Linked DNA regions of Ovis aries: region 2 is linked to region 1. Evidence: chromatin contacts called from public Hi-C data. All regions are on one chromosome and are shown on one strand. Each heading gives the region's core, a stretch centred on a gene start, on an enhancer-like site or on the middle of the called end of the contact. The rest is flanking DNA. Distances are from core to core; before and after follow the strand shown.

Region 1 (3,204 bases), core at 448-2,947:
TATAATGCCTTCTTTTACTGTCATATTTTGCTACTACATGAGATACCTCAAACCCCTGGCTTTCTTTTCATCATCTCCACTCCTCACCATCCAGGCACCAACCATACCAAGCAACCAACAAAATCCTCCCAGGCCGACCTCTCACAGTATCGACAGTTCTCTGCAGCACCAGGTGAATTCAGGGTAAGAATTCCCCACACAATGGGAAATCATACACACCCAGACTGAGCCTTCACTAGGAAAACCAAAAAAACTGCCTGGTGAGGGGCATCCACTCCCGAGGAGGCTGTAGAGAGATGCAACACTTAGAGAGCTGTCAGCTGGGAGGGGCCTGATGCCTCCCTCAGGATTCATTCCAGTCACAATCCAAGGCAAAGCAACAGGTCCGGGCGTGTGTTTGCTGAACTTTGTCAGGCATTGCTCCGGGAAAAGTTTAGGAATATCTAGACTTGCTTGTGTTTGAGAGCTGAAAACTGTGGGCAGAACTAGCATTCCAACAGTAGGCTTTATATTACCAGATGCCAGCAAGCAATTTATCTTCCTCTATGCCCATATTATGGAACGATTGACTGTGAAATAAACTAAAACACAGAATGAGCAAGGACTTCTGTTAGTAGTTGGTTCCTAGAAAAGCAGACTCCTCTTATTAGAACTGAAGCTAAGCATGTCCTCTATTTTTAGTGTTAGGGCCTGTGGTTTATAAACCCTTACAATTTACTCAATATTAGAAGGGTTCCCCCCCCCCCAGTGGGCTTTATGACTCTTAGAAATTTCCTGTATAGACTGGAGCTTTTATCAGAGAATTGAGAATGTTGGGTTTATATATTTGGAAATACATTTCCCTGGTGGCTCAGAAGGTAAAGCGTCTGCCTGCAATGCAGGAGACCTGGGTTTGATTCCTGGGTCAGGAAGACCCCCTCCAGTACCCTTGCCTGGAAAATCCCATGGATGGAGAAGCCTGGTAAGTTACGGTCCGTGGGGGTCGCAAAGAGTCAGACACGACTGAGCGACTTCACTTCACTTCACTTCACTTATTCTTTAATAAACACAGTTGCCACTGAGATTGCAAGCAATGAACAGCCTCGGCTCTCATATAACCTCAGTACATGGCTGATTATATGGTTCTCTTAAAATCTGAATGAGCAGCTTATATAAAAAGAAGCCTGCTTTCCCCAACATGATCTGACACTATTTATTTGGTTATGTAAATACCTTATGTGTTCTATTTTTCTAAGTCTGCATTTATCCGCATACTTGACCTAAAACTCCACACTTTATTCCATGTAATACAATGATATAAGGAGTGTGAAACATTCTCTTAAATTACCATAGGCTTAATATCATTTTGGCATAGCAGAAAACAAGGGACCTAATATAAAGGAAAGCTTAGTTATCCAAATCGCAGTGTTCTACTTTTTAAAATATATGTCACTTAAAACACATCAAAATAATATTCACCTCAATGATTTTTAATACAAAATTCATTTTAATATGGTAAACAAATGACAACAGTAATTTTGTAGATTATGCTTGGGTTGTAGTGACCCAATTATCTGGTCAAAGGGCTGCATGGATGCAAGAGACAGGGTGAGTTAAAGTTTAACTCCCAGGAATTGTAAACCAAACCTAAAACCACTGAACCTTTGGAGTTTGATATGATGATTAGAGCATAACAAGCGTGACACGTTGAATTCGCCATAATCAAGGAAGCCTTTTCCGGGTGGGGATCTCTGAAATCACTCAGGTATGGTCCATGTGTTTCGATTTTTCTATTTCAACTCTGTGAAACTGTGCTGTGTGGATCAGTGGGAACGCAGCGAAACAGCTTTTACGCACTTCCACAAGACAGCTGAATTCAGGGATATTTCTAGTTTGCTTTTATACTGATAAAGCCATCTGAAAACAAAAGAAAATATTAGAATGATCATATAATCTCAAAATGAGACAACAGCCGGCTTTTGTCCTTTGATTTAATCAATTTCTGAGGGTAGAAAAATAATGTAGATTTATCACACCAGGTTCAAGAGTCAGGCTAATGTTTCTGAGAAATGTATTTAGCAATAGCCAGACAGCCGGGAGAGTTGTGGTTGACTGTCTGTTCTGGTCCTCGGATCTGGGGAAGCATAAAAGTGTAATTAACAAGAGAGATGGTATTGACATCACTGACAGATTCTGCATTCTCTGTGGGGGTCATGATTTCTATCATACTTTAGATTTCACATATTCATTTATCTCCCTCCCTTTCCTCCTTTATCCTGCACCACCAACAAAACCACAAGAAAACGAAACAAAAACAGTCATGGAAAATTTTTGGTCTTGAGTGTATTAAACCTCTACCTTCAGATGGCTTAATTCTTAGATCGTTTCCTTTCAGGATGGTTTGGGCAGCTGTGCTGCAGTGGATATATTTCACATGATCATTCTGTTCACTCCGAAAAGATGATTCACAATCAGACTATGATGGTCTTCTATCTAAAAAAGGAAATCAATCAGGGCACTTACCAGGAATATCTCATTCCTCCCAGAAATCTCTTAAATATTCTAATTGAAATAGTTTTGTTCTATAATTGCCAGAGTAAGTTCCAGGGAGAATGGTAAAGAAGTGTGTTCCAAGTCAAATAAGTTTTTTGGACTGTTCAGCTGTGCACTGTGTGTCTTCAAGAAGATGGCTAACAGAGCATTAGTTTGCATTGGGCAGGATTAGTGTTTTGTAAAACGTGTGTTGGCAAATTCAACTCTTGCTATAATTTAGCAACATCAAAGATGTGGTGGTCTGGCCTGAAAAATTCTTTATTATACGTGCTAAGATGCATACAATAGGGCATAGGTTAAGAAATACAAGTGAGATCACTGATTTTAAAGCACTGAAGCCTTCCTCTGTTAAATATAGGTAATAAACATATGACTTACAGGTTCGTTTTTAAGGACCATATTTTCTGGAATAGTATGGATACTCTACATTTGAGAAAATTCTCACACTTTACTGTTTCAGTTTATTATTTATCAAATGTAAGGGAAGGGGAAAGATGGTTGTCCAAAAAAAAGAAAAAAGAAATTAGTTATTATGGATAAACCTAAAGTTCCATAGTGGATATAAAAACACTGAATATTTAGTTATTATGTTCACCTGGGCTAATACCAAGTTGGTTTTCTGTCATTTCAAATGTAACCTTCCCTACACTGTATTCAGTGGATGTTAATACA
Region 2 (3,204 bases), core at 359-2,858, 99 kb after region 1:
TCAAGTGTCTTCTCCAACACCACAGTTCAAAAGCAGCAATTCTTTGGCGCTCAGCTTTCTTTATAGTCCAACTCTCACATCCATACATGACCACTGGAAAAACCATAGCCTTGACTAGACGGACCTTTGTTGGCAAAGTAATGTCTGCTGCTCAGCAATAAGTAGAATGAACAACTGATACACACTACAACATGACTAAAGCTCAAAGTAAGTATGCTAAGTGAAAGAACTCAGACAAGAGAGATTCACGTATATAAAATTCTAGAAGATGCACACTCTCCTATAGTGAGAGAAAACATGTCAGTGTTTGCCTGGGGTGGGGGGTGGGGAGAGAAGGAAGGATGGATTACCAGGCAGCAGCCGGAAACTTTGGAGTGTGGTGAATACGCTCATCATCCAGACAGCAATGACAGCTTTAGTGAGTATGTAAATGTCAGGCCTGCATCCTCAGTCAGTCCTGCCTGACTCTTTGTGACCCTATGAACTGTAGCCCACCACTCTTCTCTGTCCATGGGATTCTCCAGGCAAGAATCCTGGAGTAAGTTGCCAAATTGTATAGTTTTATTTTGTATAGTTTATTATGTATATTTGTATAGGTCTTATGTCAGTAAGACTTCAATATTTAAAAATGAGTATGGAATAGTAAAAGTATCAGGGTAATTCGAGAAATCAAGAGATGAGAATTCTGATGATATGGGTGCAAGAAAGTATTGACAAAAGGAAAAAGTATGGGCTCGGCTAAATTGCTGTGGAACCCAGGGCCTCTCTCCTCTGGACCCCTATCTTTGACTGTGCGATGTGAAAATTGTTAGACTTCATGCTCTTTAACATTTGTTCCTCTTTTAACAGACTACGCTACCATTTCTGATCACTGACATAAGAGTTCTTCAAATTAGACTTTAAAGAGACTGCCAGCAAGCTCCCTTTTAGAACCTTCAGAATCCTTATCAACTAAAGAGATAGGCTTGCTTCACTCTCCACACTCCTCGCTGCCAGGGAAGGGATCACAGCCTTCCCAAATTGTGCAGAATATCCCAACAAGTGCCCTAAGCCAGTGGTTCCCAGCATTTTTGCCACTGGGGACTAGTTTCATGGAAGACAACTGTTCCATGGACCAGAGGATGGCAGGAGGATGGTGTCAGGATGATTCAAGCACATTACATTTATTGTGCACTTTATTTCTGTTATTATTACATCAGTTCCACCTAAGATCATCAGGCACTAGATCCCAGAGGCTGGGGACCCCCGACCTAGGCAGTAAAATGTTCTCAATGGAAGCCTGATTTACTCTTATCTTGTTAATTCCTATAGGCCTATGATTCTGCCAACCCTGTCCCAGAAAGAACCTTCTTCTCTTCTAAAGAGAACACAACCAGGGAAATCTAAATTTGAGAGATAATTACCCTCTCTGATCTGGTTTTTCCAAACATGGTGGGTAGAGTGTGAGCAATATTAGTGTTTATCCTCTGTCTGGTAGTCATGAAAATTTAAACTCCTGTGAAGTTGTGTATGGTTACATTATAACTTATTAATACTCAGAGTGAGCTCTGTTGGCATGTTTTTTCTGATAAGAGTCAGTATAAATCATGACCCTTGGCTTGTCTTACTGATTTCCTGTTAGAGGTTGTGGACTTTATTGTTAGCCTAATGTCTCTCTGCTAAGTGCTTTGGGAAACATGTTCCAATGTCCAAACACAGTCCCAACCCCCCAACCAAGTTCATGAGATAAAACATTCATGAGATAAAACTGCCCATCTAGTGCTGCGGTGAAAGTCAAAATATTCTGAGGCTTGTGGTTGAACAGAGCTTAGGAGAGAGAGTCAGATAATGAGCCCTCTCAGCTGCTTTTGCACAGTGGAAAGTTTCTAAAGGTGCATAATCTTGATGGAATCTAGGGTACCTGGCTAAACATCAGGGAGGCAAGTGGCCTGATTTACCACCAATTCAACCCATGTCCTCAGTCAAACCATATAAGGTGTCTGGGTGGTCAGTCTCCTCCTCTGTAAAATGAGATCAGGTGCTCTCCACCCCATTGCCTCGAGGAACCAGGTGGGTAACCCAGATGAATGAAAGGCCCAAGTAGGGCTCTACAGATTAGAATAGGGCACCCTCTGCCTGGGTGCATTTATGTTCCATTAAAACGGAACAAAACGGAACACACGCAAAACAAATTTCAGTTTTCAAACTCCAGCTCAAACTCTGATTCAAAGTCACTAAGGTCCACTTGAGCGCTAGAAGCCCAAGACTGTCCGGAGCCCGAGTGTACTGGACAAGGCAGGTGCACCAGCTTAGATCAAGTGTGACATCCAGTGGCCCATTTGCTAATGACACTTAGAGACTTTCAATAGCTTGGGGAATTCTGATCTTTCAGGCACTCAGTTTTGCTGAAAAGATTCCAGTGGAAGAAAGGGAACTGGAACTAACAAGTATTCCCTCCTGGGTTGTAGGCACTGTGAGAACTTTCCCCATTTAGCCTACCCACACTCCACAATGAAAAAACTATGATCATCCACCAAAATGGAAAAGGGAACAGAAGGAGGCATAGAGATGAGCTAACTTATCCAAGTAACTTGTGAAGCTTGCATGGAAGAAATCGTAAATACAGGGCTGGGATGGGGTGGGGGCTGGGACGGAAGCTGGAGAGAGAGGAGACACGTGTATACTTATGGCTGATTCACATTGTTGATGGCAGACACCAACGTGACATTGTAAAGCAATTACCCACCAATTTAAAAATACAATGCAGGGGGAAAAAGGAAAAAAGAAATTGCAAATACTGTCTGACTCCTGAATCCATGCTGCATCCATCCTTCTGGGGTACATGTCTTCAAATTTCTATTTTTAATGTAGAAATTAGTCTGAGGAAGGTTAAGTGATGCCAAACAGTTAATCGCAACGAGGGAAAAGGCTGAGGCTAAAACTCAAGTCTTACAGAAGACCCACCAATTAATATTTTCATTATAAACTCCACTAAACTGAAACATCTTTTATCTCCACCAGGGCCCCTGAAATACAAAGACCCTTTGCTTTGTTTCAGAGAAAAGCTCCCACTCTGAGCACTGGAAGGTTAGAAATGAACTTCTGCTTCATACCAACCATAGGCAGCAGAAAGGAGAGAAAGGAGTGAACAATAATTTAAAAATAAAAAAAAAAACAAATAACTTGAATGTGATGGTAGTACCGTGGATACGGAGGCAAGAAGTC

The links. Hi-C and Micro-C count contacts between places; a contact is called where the count stands out from the background.
Region 2: a contact with region 1 is called in a Hi-C map of liver, with 10 times the contacts expected there. The contact joins the enhancer-like site here to the promoter of A1CF in region 1. A contact is called at or near these places in 3 of 16 Hi-C or Micro-C datasets (liver, omental adipose tissue and tail adipose tissue).

What each region holds. Positions count from the first base shown.
Region 1 is chr22:8,207,930-8,211,133 of ARS-UI_Ramb_v3.0, forward strand. A1CF (APOBEC1 complementation factor) reads left to right here and starts at 1,698. Exons shown (of 13, transcript XM_060404885.1): 1 at 1,698-1,744.
Region 2 is chr22:8,306,718-8,309,921 of ARS-UI_Ramb_v3.0, forward strand. No RefSeq gene overlaps it. Among named protein-coding and RNA genes, the nearest start is that of A1CF, 99 kb to the left of the region's middle. Within about 2 kb of position 1,609, at least 4 of the 54 cell types and tissues checked have an H3K27ac peak or open chromatin away from gene starts, as enhancers often do. A contact at or near this core is called in liver, where this site is marked.